2 separate regions of the Sus scrofa genome follow, and region 2 is linked to region 1. A link is a contact called in public promoter capture Hi-C data. All regions are on one chromosome and are shown on one strand. The core of a region is the stretch at or near the end of the contact, and the rest is flanking DNA. Distances in the headings are between cores, read along the strand shown. Region 1 holds the start of TARS2 (threonine--tRNA ligase, mitochondrial). Region 2 holds the start of CA14 (carbonic anhydrase 14).

Region 1 (3,162 bases), core at 434-2,933:
CTTGTCTATTTCTTTTTGTATTTCAGGGTGTCTAACATGCCAGAATATGGAGCCAAGATGCAGAGTGGTGCCTGTGACTAAGATCAACAGCTGCCTCCCGCAGAACAGAACCTCTGGAAACTTAGATTAAACATCTTTCTCTGAAAGCTCTTCCTCCACAATCCTTGATTCCATCACCATTGGAAACATGAGAACCAACCATCCCCACCCCCAGGTGAGGGGACTAATGGGAATTACCAAGAACCTCACAGCTGTCCCCAAGTGCATTTCCCTCAAACTTTACTACAAATCTGGTCATTTTTCTTTTCTTTTTCTTTCTTTCTTTCCTTCTCCTTTAATTTATGGCCACATTCATGGCATATGGAAGTTCCCAGGCTAGGGATTGAATCCCAGCCACAGCTGTGACTTATGCCACGTCAGTGGCAATGGCGGATCCTTAATCCACTGCTCTGGCAGGGGATGGAACCCGAGTCTTTGCAGCCACCTGAGGTGGCTACAGTTGGATTCCTACCTCGCTGTGCCACAGCAGGAACTCCTGTGTTTCATTTTTCACTGTGTAAAACAAATCAAATATATCTAGTCTTATGTTCTAGATATAGGGAGAGGGGAGAGAAGGGATAAAGGAAGTTGAGAGCTTGGATGGGAATGAGAGGCAAAGGTCCTGTGTAGAAAGCAGAGAGCTAAGATTCTAGGGTCAGGAACTTTTTTTCTTAAGTGGTGGGGGAATTATATTGGGGATAAAATTCTTACTAGAGAGAGTCTGGTGTGGTAGAAGAATAGAAGACTTGGATTGAGAATCCAGCGTCAGTGCTTACTGTTTGATCTTAAATCACTTACCTTCTCTGATCTTAAATTCCTCATGTGTACGGTCTAAGAGGTCTCAGAGGTCCTTCTTTAAGCACCGAGTATGAAGGGACTCCAAGGAGTGCCCTCTGCTTTTGTTTTGCTCCAGCCTTAAAGTCTTTGTTTTGCTCCAGCCTCAAAGCTGTTATATGTTGTATTCATTTTTTCTCATGGATTGTTGCTATTGTTGCCGATTACTGTGGACCATGCAGTATATTAGACGATTTACATAAAATTAACCTCAACAGTTAAGGGTTTTTTGTTTGTTTGTTTTGTTTGTTTTGGCTGCACACGGAGGCATGTGGAAGTTACCAGACCAGGGATCCAACCCGGGCCACTGCCGGATCCTTAACTCGTTAAGCCACATGAGAACTACCAGAATGATATTATTATTCTCATTTTACAGATGAGAAAATTGAAGTTTAAAAGGAATTAATTTACCCCAAATTACGCAGTGATCCAGGATTTATACCAGGTCTGTCTCATTCCAGATTTATGCTCTTACCTGTTTCCTTCACTTCACATCCCGGTGAAGCCTGTGTAAAAGAAAACTTAGAGTTAAAAGGAAATAACAACCCCTTCTGGTCCGTTTTTCTCCCACTCTCTAAGTTTCCCTGCTTCTGTCCTTAAAGCCGCAGCATATCTTACTGCTACTTTGGTCTGAAACTCTGCAGGTACTGGAATTCCCTGTGTGCATCAGCTTAGGTCTTCCGGTCACCCGGAACCACCCACACCGCTGCTTGTGCTGTGTGGGGTATACCGCTTCGGAGTTCCTGGAGGTGGGGCCAGACTGGAGTGACAGCTATAACAACCAATAGGCATGGGTATTGTTGGGCCAGCAGCCAATGAAGAATCCGACAAAAGAGAAGGAGCGATCATTTATTTGAGGCTGTGTGACGGGTCTGAAGGAACATGGGGCTGTATCGGAGGTGGCGGCGACTTCGGCTCCCAGGGTTACAAGCCTGCGGGCTGCACACGGTGCGTGAGGTACCCAAAAGTTCCGAAACACATCGGACCTAGCGCAGCTGAAGCCCAAAGTATAGGCTCTCAACCCCATCTGACACCCCCTACTCCCGCCCTACGTTCGGGACCCGGCTACCGTAGCCCTTAGGTACGCCATCTTTTTCCTAGGGTAGCCGTCTGGGGAATGTAGCACTCCCAGCCTAGGGCCTTATACCTCCCATTCTTTTTTTAAAGACTGGGATTTAAGATCATGGCCACTTAAATGTTCTCACTTCCCACTACCCCCAAGCTCAATAAGGAATTTTGGGACCTGTGTTACCTCCTAACATCTTTTCCTCCAGGCAGCTGTGCCCACTCCTCCACACTGGTTGGTAGAGCGGCTTGGCTTTTTTGAGGAGCTATGGACCGCCCAGGTAAAGAAGTTAGCAAGCATGGCGCAGAAGGAACACCGGGCTATTAAGGTATCGCTTCCTGGAGGCAGGAAAGTGGATGCTGTGGCATGGAACACAACCCCTTACCAACTAGCTCAGCAGATCAGGTACCAGGCCTTCTATACCTACCGGGTAAACCTACCTCTGTACTTTGTTTACTTGAGCAGGGAAAGAACTCTGCATGTTTATTCCATCCCCATCAAGATAGCCTTTCCTGCATATTCCTTTTTATCTGCATTAGTTTTATGGTCTCTGACCTTTCTCTATTATGCATTGAGGGGAAAAAAAAAGAAAAGATTCCAGTGTTCTGGTAATACATTTCCCCTTCGCAAGTTTAGAGTTGCTAAGGATTAGTTCCTGTCTTCCTCTGTAGCTTGTAACCTTGTCTTTTTTTATCCTCACCCCCACTGTTGAAGTTCAAAACTGGCAGATACTGCAGTAGCTGCTGTAGTGAATGGAGAACCTTATGATCTGGAACGGCCCTTGGAAAAAGATTCTGACCTCAGATTTCTGACATTCGATTCTGCAGAGGGGAAAGCAGTACGTTTCTTCCTTATTGGGATATAGGGGCTGCTAAGAGATGTTTAAGTGGGAATTTCTAGCATTTTTTTTTTTTTGCCTCAGTTTCTCCATTTTCAGTTGAGAGGGAGGCCTACCATGGACTGCTTATCTTTTTTGATTTTTTTTTTTTTTTTTTTTTTTTGTCTTTTTAGGGCTGCGCTGGAGGCATATGGTGGTTCCCAGGCTAGGGGTCAAATCGGAGCTGTAGCAGCCAGCCTACGCCACAGCCACAGCAACACTGGATCTGAGCTGCACCTGCGACCTACATCACAGCTCATGGCAAACCAGATCCTTAACCCGCTGAGCAAGGCCAAGGATTGAACCCGTGTCCTCATGGATACTAGTTGGGTTTGTTAACCACTGA
Region 2 (3,112 bases), core at 412-2,911, 190 kb before region 1:
CAATTCAGCCCCTAGCCTGGGAACATCTGTGTGCCTCGGGTGCAGCCCTAAAAAGACAAAACAAAACAAAACCAAAAACCTTTTTTAAAAAGGACCTTTTAAGGAAAAACAAACCAAAAAGTCAACCCACTTGGACACCTTTGATTCTCTGACTTGTTCATGTTTAACTGCATCTGAAAAGTCGGGAGATGGCGCCAGAAGGCAGCAGAACGCGTTGGCTTTAGGAGTGTTTTAGCCAATCCCAGAGTAAGGAATGGGCTGGAGCAGGAGAAGTAAGAATTGAAACAAAGGCGCCAGAGTTTGTGTAGCAACTACCAAGGTGGGGGTGGGGGGTGGTCTCTCTCTCTCTTTTTTTTTTTAACCTATAAGAGTCCTCTTGACACTACTCCAAATCAGCCTGGTGACAACAGAAATATCCACAGTAGAACCAAAGATATAAATAAAGGCGAGTCCCTGGAGTTTGCCTCCTCTCCTAGATACCAGGGCCTTTGTCCACTTGGGAAGCACAAGGGCCTGGAGGAGCCGCTAACTCAGAACTGAGAAGGTGCTGATTTGGGGCTAAGACACCTTTGTGAAACATTTTTCAGCTGTGTAGCAAAATCCTAAAGCCCACCAGCAGAGAAACACTTCCCAGAAGAAATCAATCACACGTGAATACTTGGAACGAAAACATTAAAAATGAAAGAAATTTTAAAGACAACCAGGAGGTGGCGCCTGGCAAGACACACTACCTGCCTTGGGAGGCTGCGCTGCAGCTGGCCGCTCTGACAACTTTGTCCTGGCAGAGGTCACTCTGTCCGGGCCCTGGGCCTCTCCTTTTCTATTTTGTGAAAGTTGTCTCTGCTTTCTTTCTTTTTCTATTCCTCTGTGTTTACTCTCCTGATCCCCAGGAAGTCTAATTTACACTTTAAGCCTTTTATTCTTCTTAGATGGGATGAGTGGCACTTTGGGAGAACTTCAAAACATAAAATTTATCCATAAGGGAAAATTAATTTGGAGGGTAATGAGAGAATTAAAAAGGAATGACATCTGCAAAATGGCTTTGCTTTGCAGATCAACCACAATGGACAGAAAAGCATGGCGGGCTCCTGCCTCCGCAAGGGCTGATGACCTCGCATATGCGTTATTCTGTTCACGTGTCTTTTATCCCGCTTCCTAGTTTAGCTTCTGCTCCTCTTGTTTTGGCTAGGGATTACTACTTGGCAGGAGCAAGGAGGGCAGAGGGAGCTCAAAAGGGTGCATTCTCCTGGCTGTGACTCCGGTGAAGGGGTTTCAGTGTCTGGCCAGGAGTTATCTGTGGGCTTCACATTCCATAATGAGGGATTTAGGATGTGCATTCCAGTCGGGATTTCCAGTCCTGTGGGGGAACAAGCACCAGCCCACATTCCTGAGACTCGGCAGCCTCTATGCTCCACTCACCCAGCTTTTTGGTGGCAGGTTTCACCCAGTCCCCAAAGTCCTGCCTCAGCCCTTTGTTGGGCAGGAGGAAAGACCCTGGGCCCCTCTCCCTCTTCCACTCCAACTGGATCACATGATCACATGGTCTCTCTCTGCTCCCTCCCCTCTTTTTCTCTGGAGTCCGCCTTTTTTTTTTTTTTTTTTTTTTTTTTTTTGATGGTGGTTGTGATTGTTTCTAAGGTCTCCCTGCCTCTCCTCCTGTCCTGGCCACCCTGCCAGGGGTCAGTGTCCTCTTCAGTGACAAAAGCCGCCCTAGATCTGGGCTCCCTGGGGAGGGAGGTGGTTGGGTCTGGCAGTTGGAGCCGCTGTCTCTCCATGGTGCTGCTGCAGCCCTTCCCCCCGCTGGGCACACAAATGGGCTTTATCCAGCAAACAAAACCACCCCCCACCCAGGCCGCACAGGCACGTGGACCCAGGCCTCACCGTGGGAAGGGGGTGGTGACAGGCGCAGAAGAAAGAGATCTCTCCAAACAAGTTCTCTTCGCCTCACTTCTCTTCCTTATTTTCCACAATCCAGATTTCAGTCCTTGACTTCTTCCCCTCCACCCGCACCCTGAGTCTCCCAACTCCTTCTGGTTACCTCGGTCCTGACTCTGGACTCTTCCTGGGCAGCTCACATTCTGCAGCGGATTGGAAGCAGATCCTCCCAGGGAAAAAGCCAGATGGAGAATGAGAACCCAGGGTCCCCCAAGGGGGCTGGATGAGACCCCCAGGGACTGGACCCCCGAGCCCTCCTTTCCTGCCTCCACCCACTCCAGGGGACACCCTTCTGAACAGTGTCTGTGTGAATAGCAAAGGAAGGAAGAGCTCACCCCAGCTGGGCTCCTGAGCCAGGGCCAGGGCTCCTGTGAAACCCGCCGCGTGCGCTCCGCTCTGAGCTGGGCCATCCTGCATGCTTAATGGGCTATTTAAGGAGTTGTTCGCCAGCAACCCAGTCAACCCCCCCTCCCCACGTACACCCGTCCAGAGCCACCTTAAAAGCAGGAGGCAGTTGTGAAGTTGCTGGCCAGCAAGTGGAGTGAAGACTGCAGAAGGAGATAAAAAAGAAAGAGGGCAGCAAAAGATTTGTCCTGGACACCCAGAAACTCACGGTCCCCCACTGAAAACCAAATCCCCTGGAAGCCTGCAGAGACACAAAGACAGCACGAGAAACAGAGATAAATACACTCAGCCTCAGGAAACTCCTCTTCTCTCTCTCTCTCTTTCCCTCTCTCTCTCACCTCCCAGCCCTCTCCCTACCCTAGTCCTCTGGTCTCCAAACTCCTAGTACCTTGTGCTCCCTCCGGAAATACCATGTTGGTCTTCATCCTCCTGCTAAAGGTGATGTGGATCCTGGCTGCAGAAGACGGTAGGTACATCTGGATGTGTGTCTGTCTGTGCTGATGCACACATGTTGCCATTGCATGCTTAATGGAGAAGGAGGAGTGTACAAGGTAGCCTGGGGGCTAGATTAATAGGCTCAGACTTGGAGGGAGAAAAAAGAGGAGTGGGCTGAGGACCACTTTCCTTCTTTTCCCTTCACCTTTCCAGCCTTGCCGTTTGTGGGGCCAGAGGAGAGCTGGCCGGGGGACAGGATGTGTACACGTGCTGGAGAATGGCTTTACGGGCTACGGTCTCTCCAGAGCTCTTTCCCCCACTGCCCTACTCTCAGGCA

What was found. Promoter capture Hi-C pulls out the DNA fragments that hold promoters and counts their contacts.
Region 2: a contact with region 1 is called in a promoter capture Hi-C map of liver, with 3 times the contacts expected there. The contact joins the promoter of CA14 here to the promoter of TARS2 in region 1. A contact is called at or near these places in 1 of 5 promoter capture datasets (liver), 1 of 47 Hi-C or Micro-C datasets (liver) and 1 of 2 datasets of contacts at active chromatin or transcription factors (alveolar macrophages).

The regions. Positions count from the first base shown.
Region 1 is chr4:98,633,839-98,637,000 of Sscrofa11.1, reverse strand. TARS2 (threonine--tRNA ligase, mitochondrial) reads left to right here and starts at 1,683. Exons shown (of 18, transcript XM_003355197.4): 1 at 1,683-1,821; 2 at 2,148-2,344; 3 at 2,654-2,777. The coding sequence starts at 1,756.
Region 2 is chr4:98,827,483-98,830,594 of Sscrofa11.1, reverse strand. It overlaps CA14 (carbonic anhydrase 14), which reads left to right and starts at 1,661. Exons shown (of 9, transcript XR_002343445.1): 1 at 1,661-2,806.